2 separate regions of the Hordeum vulgare genome follow, and region 2 is linked to region 1. Evidence: chromatin contacts called from public Hi-C data. All regions are on one chromosome and are shown on one strand. Each heading gives the region's core, a stretch centred on a gene start, on an enhancer-like site or on the middle of the called end of the contact. The rest is flanking DNA. Distances are from core to core; before and after follow the strand shown.

Region 1 (4,898 bases), core at 680-3,179:
AGGGGAAGAAGTCCTCAATGCAGAAACAGCCCCTGCTTTTGCTAGGGATCAACTTAGCCTTGGAGTTAGTGGAGGCAGTGTTGGAATGGGTGCTAGTCATGAAGCCGAAATTCACGGAGTCGAGATTTCTGGACATAAAACTGAGAGCGTTGTTGGAGATGTGGAACCAGTTCCCGAGCTTACTGAAACCATGGGTCATACTGGTGAGTCAGCTCCTGGACCTGGAATGATGGATGAGTTTGTCCCTGAGGATGCTGGTCGAGAAGAGCCTCAGGGTGATAGCCACGATGTGGCATCTCAGTTAGTGGGTCGAGTGGACAGTGGTTCAACTAAAGCTGATTCGGTCGAGAGTGGAGAGAAGATGAGCCACGCCAGAGGCCAGGAGAGTAACCTGCAACATTCCCTTTCTTGCAATGCAAGAGTTTATTCTGGCATTGATTTATCTAAAGATGAAGTGACCCAGACTGGTAAAATGCTGACGAAGGACGAGTATGACCCAGGAAATGATCTTGGTACTTGAGCATCTAACTATTCTCTTTGTGCTTACACGTTACATATGCCTGATTTTGTTAAACCATATTAATCAAATCTTATATGAGGTGCTTCTGAGCTGAAAAGTATACATCATTGCGACAATTTATTTATCAACTAAAATATTTGTCATCAAGAATTCAAGATGTTGATGACTTGACAGTTGACCCGGTAGCAGTTTGGCATCCCATACTTAGTCAAATGACTGCCAAGCTGTGGTCCTGTATATGACCTATGCTTGGATGCTGAATTTTGCGTTTTGTGGCATTCAGTAAATTTAATAGAATTTTGCATTTTGTGGCATTCAGTAAATTTAATCTTATTGTGAATATGTTATTTACATTTTGTCATTTGTATTTCAGGAGCAACGAATGGGGAAAATGATTCTGAAACGGGTCTTCCAGAGTTTGATCCAATCAAGCATCACAACAACTATTGTCCATGGGTTAATGGATATGTTGCCACTGCTTGCACTATGAATACTGGTTCCAGCACAAATAGTGCAGCATTTTGTGGCTGGCAGCTTACAGTAGATGCACTTGAGACTGTCCAGTCTCTTGGTCAAAACCAGTATCAAGCCATGAAGTCTGATTCTGCGGCATCACTATATAAGGTGAGAATTTAGACAAAAACTATATGTCAGGCTTTCATTTCATAGAGATGCTTTTGTAAAAACCAACCTGGTTAGAGTCAAAGGAAAATAGCAAAAAAAAAAGGACCTGGTGCACCCGCTGTACGGTACTGCAAATTTCCTGGTTTAGTGTACTTTACGTTCTTAGCCGCATGTTTTGCAGGATGACCACGCCGCACCTAGCCACAAGCTGCTGAAAAGGCCAAAACACAGCAAGTGCTAACTGAAGCGCCTCTGGTACATGCGTACATTCGCTAAACTTGGATCCAGCTCAAAATTAGTTTGACTGATGCAAATCTGAAGAAATCTAGTTTGCTATCTGCAAGACTAGGCTTGGAGCTCGACATAGCAGAAGAGCTCAGAAGGCGCAAGCAGGCGGCGGAAGAGGAATAAGTTAAGCATTGTAGATTGTAGATGGACTTGTTGCCTAGCTGTTGTTTCTTTTATTGTGTTTATATATTGCTATTCTGGAAGATTTTGTGAGTCTAAAATTCTGAATGTACCGTCTATAAGACTTATGATTTATGCCAATGAACAGCATTTGGCTGAGTTAACCTTAATTTAAATTGTTGTCTGTTGTCATTTACCCCACCTTAATTTGGTATTATCTACTTGCTGGAACATTTTACACACCATACATGATATGAAAAGGGCATGGATAACAAACCGGGGCTTGCTGAAGTCCGGGGAAGCAGGGTACTACTAGGCCGACCGTGCTTTTGGCACTTGTGGTTTCAACTAGCGGCATTTTGGCTATTCTCCCTTTTCCATTGTATGAATGACGCGTGAAATGAGTGAATGCTAAGCAAGCATGGGCCTTGGCCTCTGGTTCATGTTCCACATACAGGACGAAAATGAAAACAATTCATTCATTTGGCGATAGAAAAAAATCTCCGAAATCACCAGTCTAGTCAAGAATTTTTGGGCCCTTTGCAAAGATTATCCAAAAACTCCCCTAAAATCATGAAGAAATTTTGGTGGGTTATTCTCCCATGGACGGGGATGGATGGAACATGTTTTTTTTAGATCCGATTTCAAAACAATTTATCGCTTAAGCTGATCCAATCGAAAAACAATTTGTAACTTGTGCTTCGCGCGTAGTGCACTTTGTGCCTTCCTTTTGTGTACTTCTTCTATATCATAACATTTGTTATTGGAGAAAACTAATCTAGCTTTTTTCAACAAGTATTTAAAAACAGTGAAAGTAATTGACAGTATACTCCACGCGTAGTAACTCTGTGCTCCCTACTATATTGCGTGTGTGCTCATTGCATAGCACACTCCGTGTTTCCTTTCTTAACCTAGTGTTACAATAGGAAAAAGTCTATTTTAAAATCTGAATTTGTAAAGGTTCGACGAAATGAACCTCCTACTCAAAATCCCTGTCGATTGCACCCTAGACTATGCAATCCCGGTCTAAAAAGAACGCTGGGTTTGTTTGACAAACCGGGATTGTTCATTTGACCGGGATTGGCTGCGCTGCGAGGGGCACACGCGGAAATGACTGGGCCAGCCCAGTCAAGTCCATCTCGCTCTCAGACTTCACAATATTTTAAAATGGCACGTACTATCTTTTATATATATATTCATTCTATTTTATATATATATATATTTTATTTTTTGAAAAATGACAGCTTTTTTTATTAACTTTTTCGTTTTTATAAACTTTTTGTGTTCACTTTTTTGTTTTTTATTTTTTTAGACCATGCGGCAACCTTTTTTTAGCAGTTTAACAAAAAAAAAGGACCGATTCCGGTTGACATTTCTCACGTGAGCATTTTTATGTCTCAGGGTTCAATTTAGACCGGAATCATATAGTTCAGGGTGCAAACGACAGGGATTCGGACTTAAGAGTTTGATTCGCCGAACCTCTATGAATTCAGGGTTTAAAATGGACTTTTTCCATTACAATACATGTTGTAGGCCGAAAAGACCAGGAAACTGAAAATCAGGGTAGACCCGTTTCCCCGTGGAAAACTAGAGGAAAATAATAAAAATAAAACATGAAAAGACAAGGAAACCGGAAAACAGGTTCCCCATGCAGCTTGGTCTCAGCATGCGATACGTGTCCGTACGGGTGCTCTCTCCGGCCGGCCGTGTGCGTTCTCGTGCCCTTGAGTTGAGTGCCGCACAGCCACAAGTATCTCAACTCTTGTTTTCTCGAGAATGAAACATTTGCAACATCTAAACAAATCGAACTAATGAATGATTATAATCATGGGAGTACATGTTTAAGAGCATTTGTTGGTAGCTTTAAGGTTGCTTTCATTGTGCCCTCTACGGTGGGCTACAAGAACATGTCCGACAGCGCCATTTTGACAATGACGTGCTATCGCAAACTGGTTGGCGGTAGCAGGAGGGAAAAACAAATTTTATCCAGCGAAGCGAAGCACACAATCTTAAGACACCGAGCTTTCCAGCTATCTGCATAATTGGCAACTGCAGATCTTATTCTGTGGGGATGTTCGCCTTACTTTATGTTTGAACGAACTAGTTGTGCACCAACTTGCATGAGAAAGGAAAGATAATTAGCGTATAACTTTGCTTTGTTCTCAAGGAAGGAGTGCCAAATCCTCCCTGGCATCGTCCACATGGTTCGATTTGGAAAGAAATGAATGACTCCCATTTGGAGAGAAAGGAATGAATAATTTTAGGACATACTCCTTCCACCCTAAATATAAATCTTTTTAAAGGTTTTACTAAAAGACTATATAGATGTATATAAACATACATTAGATTATAGATTCATTCATTTTGTTTCGTATGTAGTTTTTAATGAAATTAAAAAAAAACTATATTTAGAAACGGAGGGACTTCCTATCTTTGAAGTTGTTAGGCCATCTCTAACGATGACCTGTAAATTATCTCTGCATTTTTTTAACGCAATACACACGTAAGTGCTCATGCACTTACCTCTATGAACGCACACCTATCCGTATGAGCACTTTCGAGATAGTGAGCTGACATATCATGTTGAGATTTGCGAATTCATCATAGGCGCCCCGTCGTCGACAGGAACGACTTCTTTCAATGAATGCGCATCGTCGGAAATCTTGAAATAAATCCAGGAATAATGCGAGCACGAGGACTTGAATTCTGATGGACTGGAAATACCGATGTCCCTGTAATCATCACCAGAGGTTGGTTCGTCATTATCTCCTGCATTTGTTCGCGGACAAGGGACCAGTTCATGGAAGCCGGTTATCAAATACTACTCGCATACAATTCAAACACTAGTTTAAACATACTAGACGTGGTTCATGCAAACCGGCTGATTTTCATATAAACCGAAGCATATTCATTACAATTCAGATATTTTTCATTAAAGAAGATGCAGACGGACCTAAATCTATCCTACGGTGGCGCCCAGCGTCCAGTTCTTTTGTATTCCGCCTCGGAGACCACATCCTCTGCTCCTCCCGTGCCTGCTAGAATACCGACATAGGAGCTGGCGCAGGCTGCTCCCCCTCTTCCATGGCAGCGTCGAAGTGCGCATACGCTTGTTGCATGGTCAAGCTGGCATGCACAAGCGCGGGGTCGTCCTCTAAACCCATGGTGGGATCGTCGTCGAAGACCTCGGGTGAGCTAGCCGGAATGTCGTGCTCGATCCGCCAAGCATGACGGGTCTGCCAAGCGGCCGCATGAGAGGCTATCTCATGCTTCTGCTCCAATGACATGATTTCTCACAAAGCGCTAGATCTTGCGGTCATGGTGGATGCGGTGCAATGGAGGGGGA
Region 2 (4,898 bases), core at 1,178-3,677, 600 kb after region 1:
TTATGGTATATAATTTATTTTTTGGTGTTAAATCAAATGTTAAAGTTTGACTTAAAATACAAGGGGACTAGTAAACTACAGTACAAAAAAAAACTACTACAGTGTACACCATTTTCGTTGCGCCGCCTTCCCTCCCAAAAGCAACCACGAACCCCTACCGGGCGCAGGGCATTGCCATGCGCGAGGCAATCGCTCCCGCACCTTCCACGCACCCGGCGCTGCGCCACTGCGTCGCGCTCCTCCGCCTCCACCTGCCGTCTCCCTCCGTCGCTGCCGCCAAGCAGATTCACGCGCGCGCTCTCCGTGCGGCTGGCGTGCCCCTCTCCCACCCTCTCCTCGCCAAACACCTCCTCTTCCACCTCGCTTCTCTCCGCGCCGGCCCTCCACCGCTCCTCTACGCCGTCACTGTCCTCTCCTGCCTCCTCCCCGACCCGGACCCTTTCTCCCTCAACACGGTCCTCCGCATCGCCGCGTCCTCGGCGCACCCACGCATCGCGCTCGCGCTCCACCGCCGCCGCCTCGCGCCGCCCGACACGCACACCTACCCGCCGCTCCTCCAGGCCTGCACGCGCCTCCTTGCACTTCGCGAAGGCGAGAGCCTCCACGCCGAGGCCGCCAAGAACGGCCTAGTGGCGCTCGTGTTCGTCAAGAACTCGCTCGTCCACCACTATGGCGCGTGCGGCCTCTTTGAGAGCGCCCACAGGGTGTTCGACGAAATTCCGGTGCTGGAGCGGAACCTCGTCTCCTGGAACTCCGTGATGAACGGGTTTGCCGCCAATGGGAGGCCGAACGAGGTATTGACAATCTTCCGGGAGACGTTGGAGGCGGACCTCATGCCGGATGGATTCACCATCGTCAGTGTTTTAACTGCATGTGCGGAGATCGGGGCGCTCACTCTCGGCAGGAGGGTGCATGTGTTTGCGTCCAAGGTTGGGTTAGTAGGGAACAGCCATGTCGGCAACGCGCTGATTGATCTGTATGCCAAGTGTGGCGGAGTTGAGGATGCATGGAAGGTGTTTGAGGAGATGGGGGTGGCAAGGACCGTGGTCTCGTGGACGTCACTGATCGTGGGTTTGGCAGGGAATGGGTTTGGGAAGGATGCCCTTGAGCTGTTCGGTCTGATGGAGAGGGAGAGGCTTATCCCAACTGATATCACTATGGTAGGAGTGCTGTATGCTTGTAGCCACTGCGGGTTGGTCGACGATGGGTTTCGATATTTCAATGAGATGCAGGACAAGTATGGCATAGCACCAGGGATCGAACACCTTGGATGTATGGTGGATCTGCTGGGAAGAGCTGGAAGAGTTGAGGAAGCGCACAATTATATCACCACGATGCCAATGGAGCCCAACGCTGTTGTGTGGCGGACATTGCTAGGTGCTTGTGCTATGCACAAGAAGTTGGAACTCGGGGAGGCTGCTTGGGCACGGCTGGTTGAGCTTGATCCTGGGCACAGCGGCGATTATGTCCTCCTCTCAAATCTGTATGCTGCTGTTGGGAGGTGGGCAGATGCCCATGTGCTTAGGAAGACAATGGCTACACATGGAGTGAGGAAAAACCCAGGGCATAGCCTTGTGGAGCTCCGCAACTCTGTGTATGAGTTCGTTATGGGCGATAGATCACATCCTGAGAGTGATCAGATATACCAAACGCTAGCCGAGATAGCTGAGAGATTGAGGTGCCAAGGTTACGTCCCCCGCACAAGCAATGTATTGGCAGATATAGAGGAGGAAGAGAAAGAGACTGCTTTAAACTACCATAGCGAGAGGCTGGCCATTGCCTTTGCCTTGCTGAAGAGTCTTCCTGGCTCTCCTATCAGGATAGTGAAGAACTTGAGGATGTGTGGAGACTGTCATTTGGTAATTAAGCTAATATCTAAGGTATATGACCGTGAAATCATTGTTAGGGATCGCAGTAGGTTCCACCATTTCAAAGGGGGGGAATGTTCATGTAAAGATTATTGGTAGTTGATTCATGTATTGATTGACAGTGATGAATGCAATGTTTATGAGGTTCCGTGCCGTATAATCAGGGGAATGGCGGTGTCTTATGGTTGCAGAACAGTTCTGTAGAACTTCATTTGTTGACAGCTCATGTTTTGACTCAACCACAGCATATGGTTTCTGTTGCACATGACTACTGCAGTGAAAGCATTGGGGCAACCTCATCTATTACAGCCTTACAGGTCGCTGCAATCTTAGTCTTGGTCTAACTCATTAGATGTCTAGTGGAAAAAATAAGCTTCAGGACATGGCACATCAGGAAGCAAGGTTGAAGCTGGATACTGCTAGCACCACTCTAGCATTGGAAATATTATGATGAAAATTTCCAAGTTCTGGTTGCATAACAAGTTCTGTAGAAGTTCAGATGTCGACACATCTGTTGATTCAACCACAGTATCCAATTTCTGAAAGGAAGTGTGGGGGTAACCTCATCTATTATTCTCATATCTAGTCCCAACTTACAAAATGTGGAAGCGGGAAACAGAAGCAACCAGAGATACAGCAGAAATCAGGTTTGGAGCTGATACTGCTAGTATATGCTACAATTCTAATGCTGCACCTCTTGCCTATCGTATTTCAGAAATTGCTACTCTAAAATAGTCTGCATGGTCAAAGACTCTACCAGCTTCCAGCGGTGTTCTAACTGCTTGGCTGCCCTGCTTTACTAGGCGATCCTAGAAAAAGAATACAAGCAAGAAAAGTACAACGACACGAGCCATATTTTGTTTTCTGAACAGACAATGACATGAGGCATGTTTTTCGGGTGGTCCTGTAACTAGTATTATTGGTATGTGTGTAAGATACCAAAATGGCACCTCTCCCATGAATCCATTCTTTCTGAGGATGTGCGAGTTACAGACTTTTTGAATATATTTGAGTACTTTTAGTTATCCATATGTAACCAAAATTAATCATTTCAGTGGAGACAAAACTGAGATATGACTGTTTGCCAGACTGCGATTCGAAATCTACATTCCAACAAACACAGTTGTAGTTACTTGCAGGCTTCCCTTGTGTGACAAGTATTCGCTGTAGATTTGCATGTGAAAAGTAGGTCCGCAGGACATGATCAGGTTGTGTTTTGACGATGCCTTTTTCAGTAAATGAATGCAAGACCCTATATATTGTCTAAAGATACAAGTTTCTTCATGACAAACATCAAAGGTAGGTTAGCCCAATATTATAGTTATAAGTCCTCTTTAAACTTTATAGTTGGTGTTGCTTTGTTCCATATGTCTCAACTCATTGGGATCACCACTGATGGTTTCTGCTAGTATAGTTTCCATTCTCAAAGAAGTTTCTGGCACCACTTTGTGCCAGTGGTTTCTTGTTAAGCTTATAAAGTTTCTCGCATGTGGCGGTGGCTGAGCCAAATTGAGTTCTCGCCAGCTACTAGCAGGGAATGAGGATTGGCCTGTTGGGCGACCGAGCTGAGGAGCCTTGTATCAGTTTTTCTTTTTCACTCCTAGCTGCTCCATTCTATTTAGTATGCTATGTTACCTGTCCTGTTTATCTGTTTCACTGCAGCTTGCTTGTTTTTTCAAGCCTTGTTACTTCCCTTATATATATGCTTCAGCATGTCATTTGTTCCATTGGCACTTGGCAGGTGGTGTAGGTCAGTCAAGGCAATCTGGTTCACCAAACCTCATTCATTAGGCTTGAGTCTAGCTTTGTAAAGTGAATGGAGGTTCTTCCCTTAATCCACAAGAAAAGCTTTTGCTCGTGAAGCTCCGACACATTCTACCATGAAACAGCAAAAAAAGTAAAGGTAACACAGCATGCACTTGGCCCCTTTGAGAGATCTCGTGGAATCCATTGCCTGGTTTCCTTTTGTCCCTTTAGAAATCATGGCCATGCATGCATATCTCCACCGCATGGCAGCAGAATCTATGGTTTCCTGGCCTTCAAGTCATCCGATATTCTCGGTGTTGTTTTATATTCATAAAGGCATCTGATCTGCATTGGTCTACACAGCACACGCAAGCCGCTCTCTGCCATGGCCATAAGTATGCACCATGCACGGTGAGCAACCTGGGGACTTTTTTTGGTTCATGAGTTGCTTAGTGACTCGAGTAGTGAACTGAAATCCAGTGGCCTTTGCATGGACAGTAGCTTCTTTCCTGTTGACACAGGCGCTCTTCGCTCAGACTCCCATTATATTCCCTAAGGCTTACACAGGGGAGGGAGGGAAAGAGACGGGTCAGAGAGAGAGAGAGAGAGAGAGAGAGGTCTTCTTTTGAGTTAGTTTTGTTTCACACATGAAGAGAGAGGAGCTGATCATGAAGGGTCTTTTGATCCTTGCGTGCTTCATTGGTGAGTTACACCACATATATGCATGTCTCTTGTTTCCTTTGCCCGTGCCTTCTTATGTTACTTGCTCTACCCTGTCATTTGAACGCTGCTGTGTGATCAGTGTGTGTGGCAGGCGCGCCGCAGGAGAAGGCGGAGTCGACCACCCCGATCCCTACCCTGTCTCCTCCGGAGGGAAACACGAGCTTCATCGACGGTGTCACCTGGTGCGTCGCGCGGCCGGGCGTCCCCCAGGAGGACCTCCAGAATGCGCTGGATTGGGCGTGCGGCCAGGGCGCCGCCGACTGCTCGCCGCTGCAGCCGGGCGGGCATTGTTACCAGCCCAACACACTCCTGTTGCACGCCTCCTACGCCTTCAACATCTTCTACCAGCAGAACGGCAATTCCGACATCGCCTGCAACTTCGGCGGCGCTGGAACCATCACCAAGAGGGACCCAAGTAAATTTCTCCTCTTTTTTTTTTTGAAATATATCTTCTGCTCCATTCCATCCATCAGCGGACGTAGAGTACTTACTCTTGATAAGTCGGTGGCGGAGCTACATATTTTTATTTTAATGATGAATTGTTCGGTGGTGTGACCTTTT

What was found. Hi-C and Micro-C count contacts between places; a contact is called where the count stands out from the background.
Region 2: a contact with region 1 is called in a Hi-C map of leaf, with 2.9 times the contacts expected there. The contact joins the promoter of LOC123426268 here to the enhancer-like site in region 1. A contact is called at or near these places in 2 of 6 Hi-C or Micro-C datasets (leaf and seedling).

The regions. Positions count from the first base shown.
Region 1 is chr2H:355,351,757-355,356,654 of MorexV3_pseudomolecules_assembly, forward strand. It overlaps LOC123427236, which reads left to right. Exons shown (of 23, transcript XM_045111233.1): 21 at 1-512; 22 at 894-1,144; 23 at 1,326-1,722. The coding sequence ends at 1,385. Among protein-coding and RNA genes, the nearest start is that of LOC123427236, 16 kb to the left of the region's middle. Within about 2 kb of position 1,930, at least 2 of the 3 cell types and tissues checked have open chromatin away from gene starts, as enhancers often do. A contact at or near this core is called in leaf, where this site is marked.
Region 2 is chr2H:355,953,302-355,958,199 of MorexV3_pseudomolecules_assembly, forward strand. LOC123426268 (major pollen allergen Ole e 10-like) reads left to right here and starts at 2,428. Exons shown (of 5, transcript XM_045110067.1): 1 at 2,428-2,515; 2 at 3,610-4,316; 3 at 4,417-4,752. The coding sequence starts at 4,262. LOC123426267 (pentatricopeptide repeat-containing protein At4g21065) reads left to right here and starts at 141. Exons shown (of 1, transcript XM_045110066.1): 1 at 141-2,893. The coding sequence starts at 177. The coding sequence ends at 1,967.